Linked DNA regions of Mus musculus: region 2 is linked to region 1. The links are chromatin contacts, called in public Hi-C maps. All regions are on one chromosome and are shown on one strand. The core of a region is the stretch at or near the end of the contact, and the rest is flanking DNA. Distances in the headings are between cores, read along the strand shown.

What was found. A called contact is a pair of places that touch in the nucleus more often than the background predicts.
Region 2: a contact with region 1 is called in a Hi-C map of embryonic stem cells, with 3 times the contacts expected there. The contact joins two enhancer-like sites. A contact is called at or near these places in 4 of 39 promoter capture datasets (embryonic stem cells, fetal liver, neutrophils and 1 more), 1 of 15 datasets of contacts at CTCF or cohesin (embryonic stem cells), 21 of 484 Hi-C or Micro-C datasets (CD4 T cells, CD8 T cells, CD8 central memory T cells and 10 more) and 7 of 115 datasets of contacts at active chromatin or transcription factors (bone marrow-derived macrophages, embryonic stem cells and memory CD8 T cells).

The regions. Positions count from the first base shown.
Region 1 is chr17:88,401,507-88,408,484 of GRCm38.p6, reverse strand. No RefSeq gene overlaps it. Among named protein-coding and RNA genes, the nearest start is that of Gm23947, 12 kb to the right of the region's middle. Within about 2 kb of position 3,349, at least 25 of the 459 cell types and tissues checked have an H3K27ac peak or open chromatin away from gene starts, as enhancers often do. A contact at or near this core is called in CD8 T cells, embryonic stem cells and regulatory T cells, where this site is marked.
Region 2 is chr17:88,506,746-88,513,671 of GRCm38.p6, reverse strand. No RefSeq gene overlaps it. Among named protein-coding and RNA genes, the nearest start is that of Ppp1r21, 20 kb to the left of the region's middle. Within about 2 kb of position 4,396, at least 115 of the 459 cell types and tissues checked have an H3K27ac peak or open chromatin away from gene starts, as enhancers often do. A contact at or near this core is called in CD8 T cells, embryonic stem cells and regulatory T cells, where this site is marked.

The DNA of each region.
Region 1 (6,978 bases), core at 2,100-4,599:
CTTGAGACAGGCTTACTTACTGAACCTGAAGTTCCCTCCTTCTTGGCTAGCACCCCCAGTGATTCCTCTCCCTGATTCCCCAACAGGACACTAGGGTTACGCACCTGCACATGGCTTTTATGTAGGTGCTTGTCCTAGGTAGGGTTATTATTGCTGTTATGAAACACCATGACCAAAACAACTTGAGAAGAAAAGAGTTTATTTGGCTTACACATCCCCATCATAGTCCATCATTGAAGGAAGTCAGGACAGGAACTCAAACAGGGCAGGAATCTGGAGGCAGGAGCTGATACAGAGGCCATGGAGGGTGCTGCTTACTGGCTTGCTCCCCATGGCTCACTTAGCCTGCTTTCTTATAGAACCTAAGACTACCACCCCAGGGGTGGCACCACCTATAATGGGCTGGGCCATTCCTCATCAACCACTAATTAAGAAAATGCCCTACAAGGCTCGCCTAAAGCCCTATCTTATGGAGTCATTTTCTCAATTGAGGTTCCCTCCTTTCAGATGACTATAGTTTGTGTTAAGTTGACACAAAACTCTCCAGCACGAGATCCAACACCAACCTGCACAGTGCTGGAGTTATCGTTCCATGTAAAGTAGGTATGATAAACAATGCCAGCAGGTAGTGTGGCATGGGGACCCCATTCACAAAGGCCATGACTGATGTAGTCATTTCAGTACACACCTATAGTCCCAATACTTGTAAGGATCAGGCAAAGGATTGAAAGTCTGAGGCCAGCTAGGCAGTGGTGGTACACACCCTCAATCCCAGCACTCAAGAAGCAGAGGCAGGCAGATCTCTGAGTTCAAGGCCAGCCTGGACTACAGAGTAAGTTCAAGCATGACCAGGGCTGCACAGAGAAACCTTAACTTGAAAGCCACTCCCACCTCCAAAAAGAAAGAAGTTTGAAGCTAGACTAGTCTACATAATGAGACACTGCCTAAAACAACAAAATAAAACATAAAGATCACTATGTGAATGGTACTCCCAGAATTGCATACAGCAAGTGCCCTGTGATGGGGTACCCATCTCACAGTCTTTGTGATGATTAAACTAAAGTGAGAAATACATATGAGGGTTTGGAGTCGTACCTGGCATGCAGGACCCTTTCAGTGTTAGTATAAAACAGCCTCTGTTTGACTCATGTCGGAAAATCCTCCATAAGCTCAGGGTTGGATGTACACTCGCCAAAATTCAGGCATTGCTGATGTAATGCTCTCAATTTCGAGTGCTTCCCCCTTCCTTAGTGAGATTGAGAGTATTAAGGCATCAGTCAGTTATATTGCCCTTCCACATTCTACCATGTGAAAATCTTCAAAATGGCCCTCACCAGATCAGACATCTGCAGCACAGCCTGGACACCCGGTCTCTCCAGCTGTAAGGACTAGAACGCTTGCCTAGCATACGTGAGGTCCTGACATCAATCCTGGTATAAGTAAGTAGGTAAATGGATAGATGATACATACATACAGACATACATGCATACATGATGCATACATACATACATAGATGATACATACATACATAGATGATACATACATACATAGATGATACATACATACATAGATGATACATACATAGATAGGTACATACATTAATGGATGGATGACAGATAGATAATAGATGGATGGTAGATAGAAAGACAGACAGAAAGGCAGACAGATAGATGATAGATAGATAGATAGATAGATAGATAGATAGATAGATAGATAGACAGACAGACCTAGTAGTCTGGTATTCTGCAACACCAAAAAAGGACAGAAAAAATATTATAATAACTATATTTTGAGCTAAGGAATTAGGCATGTTAGTACACTCCTGTAATCAGAATACTTGGAAACTTGAGGCAGGAGGATTGAGAATAGCCTACACCTGTAATCTCAGCATTTGAGAGGCAGAGTCAGGAGGATCACTGGGAGTTTGTGGTCAGTTTGGGTTACATAATGAAATTCTATTCAAATATCTAAAAAAAATGAACAAGAAAAATAAAAAAAAGGGGGTGTCCTGCTTCCGGGTTTGCAGCCTGCGGATCTGTGTTGTTCTGAGTGGCTCCCAGTGCAGTATTGTGGGCTTGTGGTTTGATTGTCAGCAGACTAACCTGAAAACTGGCTTCAGGTCAAAATCACAAGAGCACTTTGTGTGGCGAGCTGAAATCCAGGTTTATGAGGCTTATCTAGTCACTGGCTGTTCTGTTCGCAGAGGCTCACTCCCTTCTTTCAGTTCATTTACCTTCCTGCCTCTAGTGACATCAGCAAGGAAGGTCAACTGTGGGGAATGCTCACTGAAAGATCAATCACATATGATTCAGATTCACCTTTACACATAGAAAGATGGAAGGAAGGAGGGAAGAAAGATGGGAAGAAGGAAGGAAGGAGGAGAAAAGAAGCTGATAGCAAGTCCTGTGGAAGCAACACCCTCAGGACATTAGTTCTCAGCATCTCTTAAATGTTACAGTCATCAGCAGGGCTTTAAAATTCCTTATGCCAGTTGTTTATGAAGTTCCCCCAGGTCTCCTTCCTTCTCCTCCTCCTCCTCCTCCTCCTCCTCCTCCTCCTCCTCCTCCTCCTCCTCCTCCTTTTTTGTTTTGTTTTGTTTTTCAAGACAGGGTTTCTCTGTATAGCTCTGGCTGTCCTGGAACTCTTTTTGTAGACCAGGTTGGCCTCGAACTCAGAAATCCGCCTGCCTCTGCCTCCGGAGTGCTGGGATTAAAGGCGTGTGCCACCACGCCCGGCTCCAGGTCACTTTCTTTTTTTTTTTTTTTTTTTTTTTTTTCTTTTTTAAGTGCACTGTAGCTGTGTTCATACACTCCAGAAGAGGGCATCAGATCTCATTACGGATGGTTGTGAGCCACCATGTGGTTGCTGGGATTTGAACTCAGTACCTTCAGAAGAGCAGTCAGTGCTCTTAACCGCTGAGCCATCTCACCAGCTCCCAGGTCGCTTTCTTAAACCAGACCTGGGAGCAAGGAGCTGAGCTGAGTGCTACAAAACAATCAGACTTCTTCCTAAATTAAATTAAATGCAAACGTGTATATGTACATACACGGTGTGCGTGTGCGTGTGTGTGTGCGCGCGCGCGGACAGCACATGTAAGTAGAAGTGGTTCTCTACCTGCACCACATGGGTCCTACGGCTCGAACTCAGTTCATCAGGCTCAGCGGTCAGCGCTTTACTCGTTGAGCCATCTTGAGAGCTTCCGGCATTCAGGTTTTAAGGCATGTATAATAGGAAAGTGGGGAGATAGAAGCTAGGAAGGTGAAATGGCTATAAAGCATTGGACTGCTTCCTTCAGGGTGGGAGGTGATGGGGTCGCTTCACCCAGAAGCCTCTGACTGTGCTTAAGAGAAAACCGATCGTCTCTAACCACCGTTCACTTCCTGCTGCAAAAGGTTCAACCTTCAACCTTTTCAGAACTGTTTTTCTCCCTGACTCCCGTTTAAATCTTCAAACAAAATGAACTGCTACTGAAGAACTTCCTAAGACTTCGCATCCGTAGGTCTGCCTCTTCCATATCACGCTGTTCCACAATTTGTAAGTCATTAGGAGGAACCGTGTCTGACTTTATTAATTTTTCATATCGCTGAACAGATAATTTTCATATAATAAACCTTAATTGCCGCTGCTCCTAGGTTCCGTAAACATTTAGAAAGAGGTCTTTTTCAAGGGCTATTTAAGCTGAGGAAGGGAAAATTTGACCCACAGTTTATCTGTTAGCTCATTAGCATACTAATGCGGCTACAATTTACATTTGACTAGGGGGTTGTCTTTCACTCTAGAATCTTGTTGGCAGAGCATCACAGTTTTTGGTTGATTTTTAAAAACACTTTGTCTGAATACACAAGGGAAATAAGGTGGTGCTAATACTAGAAGCTTGGAAGTGAATTAATTGCTCTGAAATAATTCCACATTGGGTTGGCCTCTCTGGCGGTGGTATTTGCATGCCCCTCGTTCATGCTAATTGGCATTTAAACAGAATCAACCTACGACATTTCTCACACTTCCTAATGAATGATTATTTCCTCAAGGTACCTAAATTCGGCAGGGGGTTAAGATAGCGGCTGAAGTGCTCTAAGAACTTTCTCAGTTTAAAAAAAAAAATCTTTTTCTGAGCAATTCTGCCACTTGAAGTATTTACCTTGATGTGGACTCAGTGAAATTAACACTGGATCTCATCGCTGTAATCTTATTAGTATCAAAAGGTTTGTTTGTTTGTTTGTTTGTTTTTAGAGAACTAAAAAAAGTAAAGGCAGCGGGTGTAGTGGTGCTTTAGGGAGTCAAGAGACTCAGAGGTTAAAGTGAGCCTCATCCACTTCATAAGTTCAAGGCTAGCCTGGTGTACATGACTGTCTCAAAACAAACACGTAGCTGGGTGTTTTATATAACCTCTGGATGGGGGGTGTAGCTCTCGGTTGAGAGCCTGCTTGCCTGGCATCCACAAAGCCCTGGGTTCTATTACGACCATACCCAGCACTGGTGCGGTGATGCATACTTCTAATCCAAGGTCTTTGGAGGTAGAGGCAGAGGGGGAGCAGAAGTTCAAGGTTCTCCTTGGCTGGTGAGTTGGAGATCAGAAAAGAAAAGAAAGGCACCTGACCTGTATGTGACCATGTCTATGATAATCTCAGAGGAAGGGGTAATATGACTACGGTTTTCCCCAAAGAATAGTTTACCACTTACAGTAGGCTTAAGAAGATCAGCTAAGGTATTCACCGTTGTCCTTAGGAAAGTGTGAAAGAAAAGCCGGGCTCTCCAGAGGCAGTCTTTCTAGGATAGCTGCAGAGGAGAAAAGCTGGGATGGAGTGTGTGTTCATCCCAATTGGTAAATCAGTGTGCTTTATAAGGCTCTGTACTCCCACCTTCATCCAATGGGGGCAAGCGTACATCCTGATGTAGCTCCCGTCTACTTACTTCCTGCCTATGTGTCATCACACACATCCTGTGTGGCTGGAACATCCAACCCTGTGTACAAAAGTGAAAACATACAGTCATTGAAACTGAAAGTGTAATTGAACGCTCTCTCTCTCACACACACAGGTGGATCTGCACTGCAACTGCCAAATGAGTGAAGAGGGCCGCTCCTGGGAAGCTGCTATGGAACCAGGAAGGCCTCTCCTGGGAGGAAAAGCAAGCGTCTCATCTTTGTCCGTCTTCTCAGGAATTGGACATGCATGTGGTACAGGGTCCTGGGGAGAGGCTGGTAGCCCTGGCTGAGGACATGGCTTACAACCACAGCATGGGCTCCTGAAACACTGACTACACCAGGGGATGTAAAGGGCAGTCAGGAGAGCCGAGGAAGGCAAGCAGAACTAGAGAGCAGTGGAGGACTTGTCTGTAGGACTTGAGAGTTAGGAAAATGAACAGAAATGGGCTGTGGAAAGATATGCAAATAAGCACATCCAGGCTTGGGGATTCTGAGCTCGGACACATTCACGATGCCCACGCCACACAAGTGACAAATGTGAGTGCAGGCATGGCTGTCCTTCTTCTTTGTGGTACTAATGATTGAGCACAGGTCAACTAGATACACTATCCCTAAGCTACATCCCCAGACCTATATATCTCTACATAAAAAAAATCTAATATGCTAACATTACTAAAAAGGGTGCAAATTAACACATCACATTGAAAGACCATTTGGTAATATTCAAGTAATTTACATATTTTTCGGATTAATTTTGTTCTCAAATGTGTACTCTGAAGAAATTTACCTTTATGTGTGCAAATGGATAGGGGCAGACATTGACTGATTACTTGATTGATTAATTAGAGTTTTCAAGCTGGTCTGGAACATGATACGTAATCCAAGATGACAGCAAACTTGCCAGGGTCGTCCTGTCTCGGTTTGTCAAAAGTAGTTATTACAGGTATAAAGTACCGTGCTTGGCAATCGCCCCGTTTCTAGCAATGTATTGGGAACAAACTAGCTGCAGTGTATGGAAGAGTTAATAAGTGAATTATCATGAACTCTTCCATCAGAGTCTCTAAAACACAATGGTGAAAAGGAATGCAGTAGAGCTACAGATGGCAAAGGAAATAATTCCAAGAAAGGTGAGGGACTGAAGCAGAGAGCAAGCCAGTCCCTTCAGAAACGCACACTCGCAGGTACATATTCTCATATCGTAAACATCGTTCTTTCCTTAGCCTACATGTTTAACCTCCTTGCTTAGACCATACTTGTTCTAAAGTCATTTTAGTACCACCTCCCAAAAAGGCAAACTGCAATCAGGAGTGATGGTGAGTCATACCTGCAATCACAATACTTGAGATGCTTAGTAGGAAGATCACAGCCTGGACTAAAGTGAAACCCTATCTCAAAAGATAAACATAAAAATTAATCGCAGGAGACTATAGTCATTTTAAGTTTTAGAGTCTAACAAAACAGGGCTGGGGGTTAAAGCTCAGTTGCAGAGCATATACCATGGATGCATGAAACATGAGGCCCCAGATTCAATTGTCAAGACTGCAAAATGTGCATGTGCACACACATACACTCTCACACACTTGCGCACACACACACACACATAAACACTCACTCACACAGACACTTTGACCCACAAACTCATACCTACTGACACACAGACATACCCTCTCACACATACTCACATATTAACAACCCTTACGTACACTCACACAGACAGACATACACATACAGACACACACATTCACAGACACACACACATTCATATAGACACACTCACACATACAGACACAAATAAATGTAATAGAAAAAGCAGGGGACAGAAAGAATCATGAAAGGGACATTATCGGCTTGTGTGATGTTATAGGGAATGGGCTGGAGGAATTTTTTTTTTTAATTAAGCTCTAATATTTTATGTGACTGAAATCTTTCAAGTTAAAAGAACAGGGGTAAAAATGAAAATCAAAAAAGATACACAGTGAAATATGTAACAGTATTTGTTAGGATTACATGTGCATTCAAATTTCTTGATATTTCCCAGAAATATATGTACTGCT
Region 2 (6,926 bases), core at 3,147-5,646, 100 kb before region 1:
GGTGAGGAAGAGTATAGGGTTTTCTTACAGCGTTACAGATACTGTGACCAGTTATCTGAGAGGAGCAGGAAGACCAAGAGAAGTGAGAACACAAAAAGATACAAAAGCACTCAGATGCTTTGTTACAATAAAACAAGATGTAGCCGGGCAGTGGTGGCGCACGCTTTTAATCCCAGCACTTGGGAGGCAGAGGCAGGCAGATTTCTGAGTTCAAGGCCAGCCTGGTCTACAAAGTGAGTTCCAGGAAAGCCAGGGCTATACAGAGAAACCCTGTCTTGAAAAACAAAACAAAAAAACAAGATGTACACACAGATTTGCATGCACATACACATAGACACACACAAACACATGTGAACACACACACACATGCACACAAAGACAGACACATGAAAAGACAGAGCATTTTGATTTATAGCAGTTCCACCTGGAAGCAGTCTAACTGCCAAGCAGTGGATATCTATGGATAGGATACAATGTAGCCACAGAAAAGAATGAACCACGGTGTGGGGGAAACTCAAAGCATCATGTAGAGTATGAAAAGCAGCACACAGCATTCTGCAATGACCTTCTTAATATGGGATTTAGAGCAGGCAAGACACCCAGCAAAAGAACCAAGAACAGTGTTCACTGAGTGTCATAGGGGCCACTCTGTGCGGTCATGGACATGTTCTTTAGCCTGGGAAGAAAGAGGATCAGTTGCAGCACACTTGTCAAAATTCATCCAACCGTGTGTGGAACGACTACGCGTTTGTTTATAAAAATGTATAGCAATTATTTATCTATGTGTCTATGTGTGGGGATAAGCATGTGTGTGTCCTATAGGCACTCATGTGGAGGTCAGAGGACATCTTGCCCGAGTTTGTTCTCTCCTCCCACCATGTGGCCCTCCGGTGATGGAACTCAGGTTAGCAGGCTTGGCAGCAAGTGGCTTTACCTGCTGAGCTAGCCTGCAAACCCTAGCTGGGTGTTTCAGTGTATGTAGGGGAGTGTTATTTGAGGGAGGGAAGGATGGGTGAAAGAGAAAAGGAGAGAGAGAGAGAGAGAGAGAGAGAGAGAGAGAGAGAGAGAGAGAGAGAGAGGCAGGGCACAGAACTAAGAGACAGAGCAACACAGTGCTGTGTGGACTTCTGGGACCCACAAACAATTGAGAAACATTTTGAAGAAAATCCCAAGGTGAGCAGAGTGCAACCCCAGTAGACCACTCTAGTGTATACTAGATGTGGCGAAGTGTGCTAGAAAAGCCCCTCCATTCCAACAACGTATCCCACAGCCTTAAGGTAAAGCAACATAATACTCACATGGGTTACATTTGTGCAGGGAAGAAGGAAACGGGAGTAAGGGGAGTGGCAAAAACTGGGGTGTGCCAAACTCCATGTTCTGACACACGGGCCTAATAGTTATTTTCACTTTTCTCTAGTGTCTATTCTAAAAATTTCACAGCCAAAAAAAAAAAAAAGTCTTCGGAATACAGGAGACTCAGTCGCAGTAATGTCGATCAGACTAGAGACCCCTTCTCTGCTTCGGCTTTGGGCAGATTGTTCACTTTTATTATTAAAATCCACACACCTGGTGGGTTATATTTCATTTTTTTGTTGGTCGGTTTTGAGTCCCAGGCTGGTCTAGAATTTGCTGTAAAAGCCAAGATTAGCCTTGACGACTCCTCACTCCATGGTCCAAGAGCTGGATGGGATGGCAGGCATGAACCACCGGTCCACCCACTAACCACTCAATGCCCCAGCCCAGCCAACAGATATTTATTAAGAAATAACCACAAGCCGGGCGTGGTGGCACACGCCTTTAATCCCAGAACTCGGGAGGCAGAGGCAGGCAGATTTCTGAGTTCGAGGCCAGCCTGGTCTACAAAGTGAGTTCCAGGACAGCCAGGAGTATACAGAGAAACCCTGTCTCGAAAAACCAAAAAAAAAAAGAAAGAAAGAAAGAAAGAAAGAAAGAAAGAAGGAAGGAAGGAAGGAAGGAAGGAAGGAAAGAAAGAAAGAAAGAAAGAAAGAAAGAAAGAAAGAAAGAAAGAAAGAAAGAAAGAAAGAAAGAAAGAAAGAAAGAAAGAAAGAAAGAAAACCACAAACGTCCCACAAACCTATCGCCCCTCTTCCCTATTTTCAAGGTCTCCGTTCCATTGGCTTTCTCAAGCTGTTTTCTGCCTGGTATAACCTCATTTTGCCACCAGGGAGCGCGCCATCACCAAATTTGCAGCCACTTGAGGTGACAGTCCTGAAACTGGTTACCAATCTGAGGCACGCCCATGACCACTGGTAGCAATTGTTTAGGCACGTCTCTCTAGTGACTTCATCTTTTTCAGGAAACAATTAGCCTGTTTGAACAGAACAGGTTAGGCAAATTCTTAACTGGAAAATCAGTAAGTCCTTTTGCAGGGCGTGTTGGGACACTTTGCACTCTTTCAGCTGAGTTAGGGTGTGGACCCTTTGTCCTCACGTGATGGCTGGGCAAGGAGGCAAATAGCCCTCTTATGCAGGCACAACCCTTCCTTTGTCCTGGGCGGCCTGGGCAGCGTTGGGGGCGGGGAGCACCTGTGGCTGGGATGAACAGACCCAAAGCAGTAAGGGGTCACAGACCAGACGCTGCAGCCCCCTCGGCCTTTTCTTCCTGGAACCCAGCGAGTTCCGGGCCACCTTCAGAAACACAAGCAAGGCTTTTAGACTAGGACAAGGGGCTGGAGGAGAGGGTGAGAGTTGAAGCACCCTTCTCAATGCGATTTGCCTGGGCTATTTCCAACCTGTTCAAGAAAGCCCTTGGAAATACGGGGTGCTGAAGGCCTGTCTCAGTCTGACCGCTGTCCCCCAGATCCGTACAATTCAGTCAGTGTGGATTCTAACCCCTTGCCCGCACCCCCACTCCACCGACGGCTGCCCGGTTTTCTCTATGAAGCAGCTACATCCAACGCTCTCTCCCAAACCCTGTGAGTTCAGGTTAAGGGTGCTTTGCGGACTCCCAGCAATTCTGTCTAAGCTTTAACTACAGTCATACATCCCCACACTTCTGACTCTCACTAAACTCTAAGGGACATAACGACTTGTTTGCTTTTTTGATACACACTCATTTGCCCAGCTAGCCTGGATCTCTAAGAAAATCTAAGGGTGACTTATAACTCCGGCCTCCCTGAGTGCTGGGATCATTATGCCAGGCAAGCACTGAACCCCCATAAAGCCATTTGAAAATTAAAAATATCCTCCACGTCTGTCATTTTCTCCCCTGAGACTGTGCAAACAGACCCCAAGGATCGCAGCGCTGGGATGTAAGAAAGTATTTGAGAACAAGAAACCTTCTGAAAGCCCCTCATCACTGAGGCACTGCCTCTGTGTACAAAACAGGCCTGGGGAGCAAGGGAGAGGAAGGCTTCGCAAAGACAGGAATGACAGCTGATGAGAGAGATTGGGAGGAGCACGACAAAGGATACTTTTTTTTTTTTCCCCTTTCTGGTGCTTTCTGTAGTCACGCCTTCAATCCCAGCACTGGGGAGGCAGAGACAGGTGGCTCTCTGTGAGTTCCAAGACAGCCTTGTTTACTTAGGGGGTGGGTTCTAGGTTAGCCCTATCCAGAAAGAGAGGAGAGAGAGGGAGGGAAGGAGAGAGAGAGAGAGAGAGAGAGAGAGAGAGAGAGAGAGAGAGAGAGAGAGAGAATATACCTGTCATGTTCAAAGCTGAGACTACAGAAGACCACCATCTTTTGTCCCACATTCTCCAAATCTCCTGATCCCTGCCCACTCCGGGCCATCCAAACGGTGCTATCACGAGGACTGTGATAATTAAATTCTGGCTGTCGGGCTGACGAGATGGCTCAGTGGGTAAGAGTACCCGACTGCTCTTCCAAAAGGTCTGGAGTTCAAATCCCAGCAACCACATGGTGGCTCACAACCATCCATAACGAAATCTGACGCCCTCTTCTGGGGTGTCTGAAGACAGCTACAGTGTACTTACATATAATAAATAAATAAATCTTTAAAAAATATATAATATAAAAAAAATTCTGGCTGTCATGTGCACTGGGCACTGAGGTAGGTACTGAAGAATTCATATACAGCCACAGTCGGGGCTGGGTAGTGAGTGAGACGCTCCCGTGGTGGAGAGAAGTGTAGAGCTTGGCAAGATTACAAAGGAGATGGGAACTGATCTGGTCCCCCAGTCAGTGGGTACATGAGTGGCTTACCGAGGGACACTGGGTTGAGCTATGGGACACAGCTGTACAGAGGACAGTCAAATACTTGACCTCCTGGAGGGGCATTCTAGTGATGCATGCTACACTAAGTCAGAATTTTGTTGGCAGTAGAAAGGGGAAGAGGTCAGGGGAGTTGGAGAGGGAGAAGTGACTCTTGAATGGTGACTCACAGATGAGAGGTGTAGGCGCCTGGGGGCGGGGCCCTGGGCATTGGGAGCAGAGGGTGTGCAGCACATTTGGGGAACAGCAAAGGGAGGGACTGGCGTGGCACAGGCAAGGAAGAGAGAGAAGCAGAAGGCATGGGCAGGCTTTCTGAACTGTTCCAAAGGGGGTAACTGTGGGAGTGGCCAGCTACTGGGAAACGCGGCTCTAAAAGAGAAATCAAAGCACTAGCTTGCAGCTTTGCTGATTCCACCAGGCACCGGTGTATGTAAAGGTGTAAAGTCTGAGCAGAGATCTAGGAGCGATCAGCTCCCAGCTTCAGCCGCTCAGGACGGCTAATGCTGACAGTGTCTGACTCCTGATACAGGGTCACACTTGCTGCAGTGCTGAGGGCAGAGCCTGCGGGGACTAAAGGAGACAGTAGGGTAGAAGCCCGGCTCCAGGGAAGTCTGGTAGTGGGGGAATAAGACAGTCTCAGAGGTGAGCGGTAGAGGAGGCCCCGAGGAGCTAGCAGGTTCTGGGCATGACTGAATACACCTGGATTTCTTGGCAGACTGATGGTGGAGTACAGAGGAGAACGATTCAGGGAGGCGCCAAGGTTAAAGGAAAGTTTTGGGGAGAGTACGAAGCTCTAGGAAGAAGAGAACACTGTGGAAAGTGGTGCTTGTAAGCTTGTAACCTATTGTGGAACAGGAAACAAAGAGATGCAGGTACCAAGGCAGCATTGGACAAACCAACAGACAGAACTAGACACAGGGCTCTGCGATAGGTGTGCTGCAGAGAGCGCTCAGGACTTGGGCCTGGGTCACAGAGATTCGTTAGTATAGGACTCTGAGCGAGAGCGCATGTACGCACTCGCATGAGAGAGAGAGAGAGAGAGAGAGAGAGAGAGAGAGAGAGATGTCTTTGAGGGCATGCCTGTTTCTGGAAGTATAAACTTTGTGGTGACTTCATTTATTACATGCTAGCTAGACGCCAAAAAAAAAGTTGCTGTTTTTATAGAGATCCCACAACATCCCTGTGAAAATTTTTGATAATATTTTTACACCTTATTTGCTTGCAAAATAAATTTTACAAATTCCCTTTCATTTTTAGCTTTTATGAGATTACAGTTCCGGTTATTTAGACTGAGCTATATACAATAAATGAGCTTTAAAAATGGAAATATAAACATCTATCTGCAGTTAAGTATTTGTGATGGATGACAATGTTCCTAGAACGACAGATGTAAGTCAAACGGTTTGGTTAACAGAAAAAATGATCGTTTGAGCATGATAAAGGAGATTTGGGCTGAGAGCAACATAATAGCAATAATAGCACTGAAAGTTACAAACACACTTTCTGCATGCTTCCACAATTTGTTCTTAAAAAAAAAAAAAAATCAGCCGGGCGTGTTGGTGCACGCCTTTAATCCCAGCACTCGGGAGGCAGAGGCAGGCAGATTTCTGAGTTTGAGGCCAACCTGGTCTACAGAGTGAGTTCCAGGACAGCCAGGGCTACATAGAGAAACCCTGTCTCGAAAAACCAATAAGTAAATAAATAAATAAAATAAAAATAAAAAAAGAAAATCATTTACAAAATGCCTCCATTGCTAAACAGGAAAGCAAAGGCTGGCCCGCAGTCAAATGGCTCCATCTCTTGCCTTTGTCCATCTACCACGCTGGGAAAGACTTACAGGAAGCCCGCCCCAGACCCAAGGCCAGGCAGGCAGGGCTCCTGGCAGGCCAGGAGGAAATCCTCTGCGAGCAGCTCCATCTGGCCACTGATGGTACACTTCTGTCATCCTGGCACTTGAGACACGGAGGCAAGACGATCAGGCGCTCCAGACCAGCTGGAGATATACAGGAAGATCTTGTCTCAAAAAACAGAAATGGGTCTCTGAGATGGCTGCGGGCAGGGTGGCCCTCGATGCCAAGCCTGGCCACCTTGGTTCGATCTCTGGGAGCCACATGGCAACAGGACAGAATCAAGTCCTATGTGTTGTCCTCTGTGGGAGCACAGCACTAAAGTGTTTGCACACACAGATTTCCCCAGAGAATCCAAGAATGTTAAGCACACAGCAGTCTTTCCAATGGGAAAGTGAGAATTGGAAGTGATCAATAGTCTTGTGATCCTCGTTATCTGTTGGGCCAGGCTATATCAACCAGGACTGCAATATCTAATTGTCTAAATGACCCTTGTAGCCAGAGGCTCCACCAAGTTCTTAATCCAGGACCAGACGTGGTTAATAGCCCAAATGGCCTCTATGCTATCTGTATGACTGAGTCCAGGCCAAAGCATATCTCAAGAAATCACCTTCTTGGAAGAAATGGTATGTGCCCTGAGTCGCGTTTTCATGTAATTATGTCTATTTGGGTGCACCAGGGATTGTATTATACCAGGAAACTTTTCCCCACCAAATTATACTGGGCTTAAATATGTTGGGAATAAACCACCCGATAGCAGACTTGGCTAACAAAGCTGAACGGAATTTCATTCTCTTCTCTTCTCCCTTTGCTTCTCTGCCTGACCCCTGCAGAGACACACACCCCCGCCGCCGCCGCCGCCCCCCCCCCCATCTGACTGCCACACAC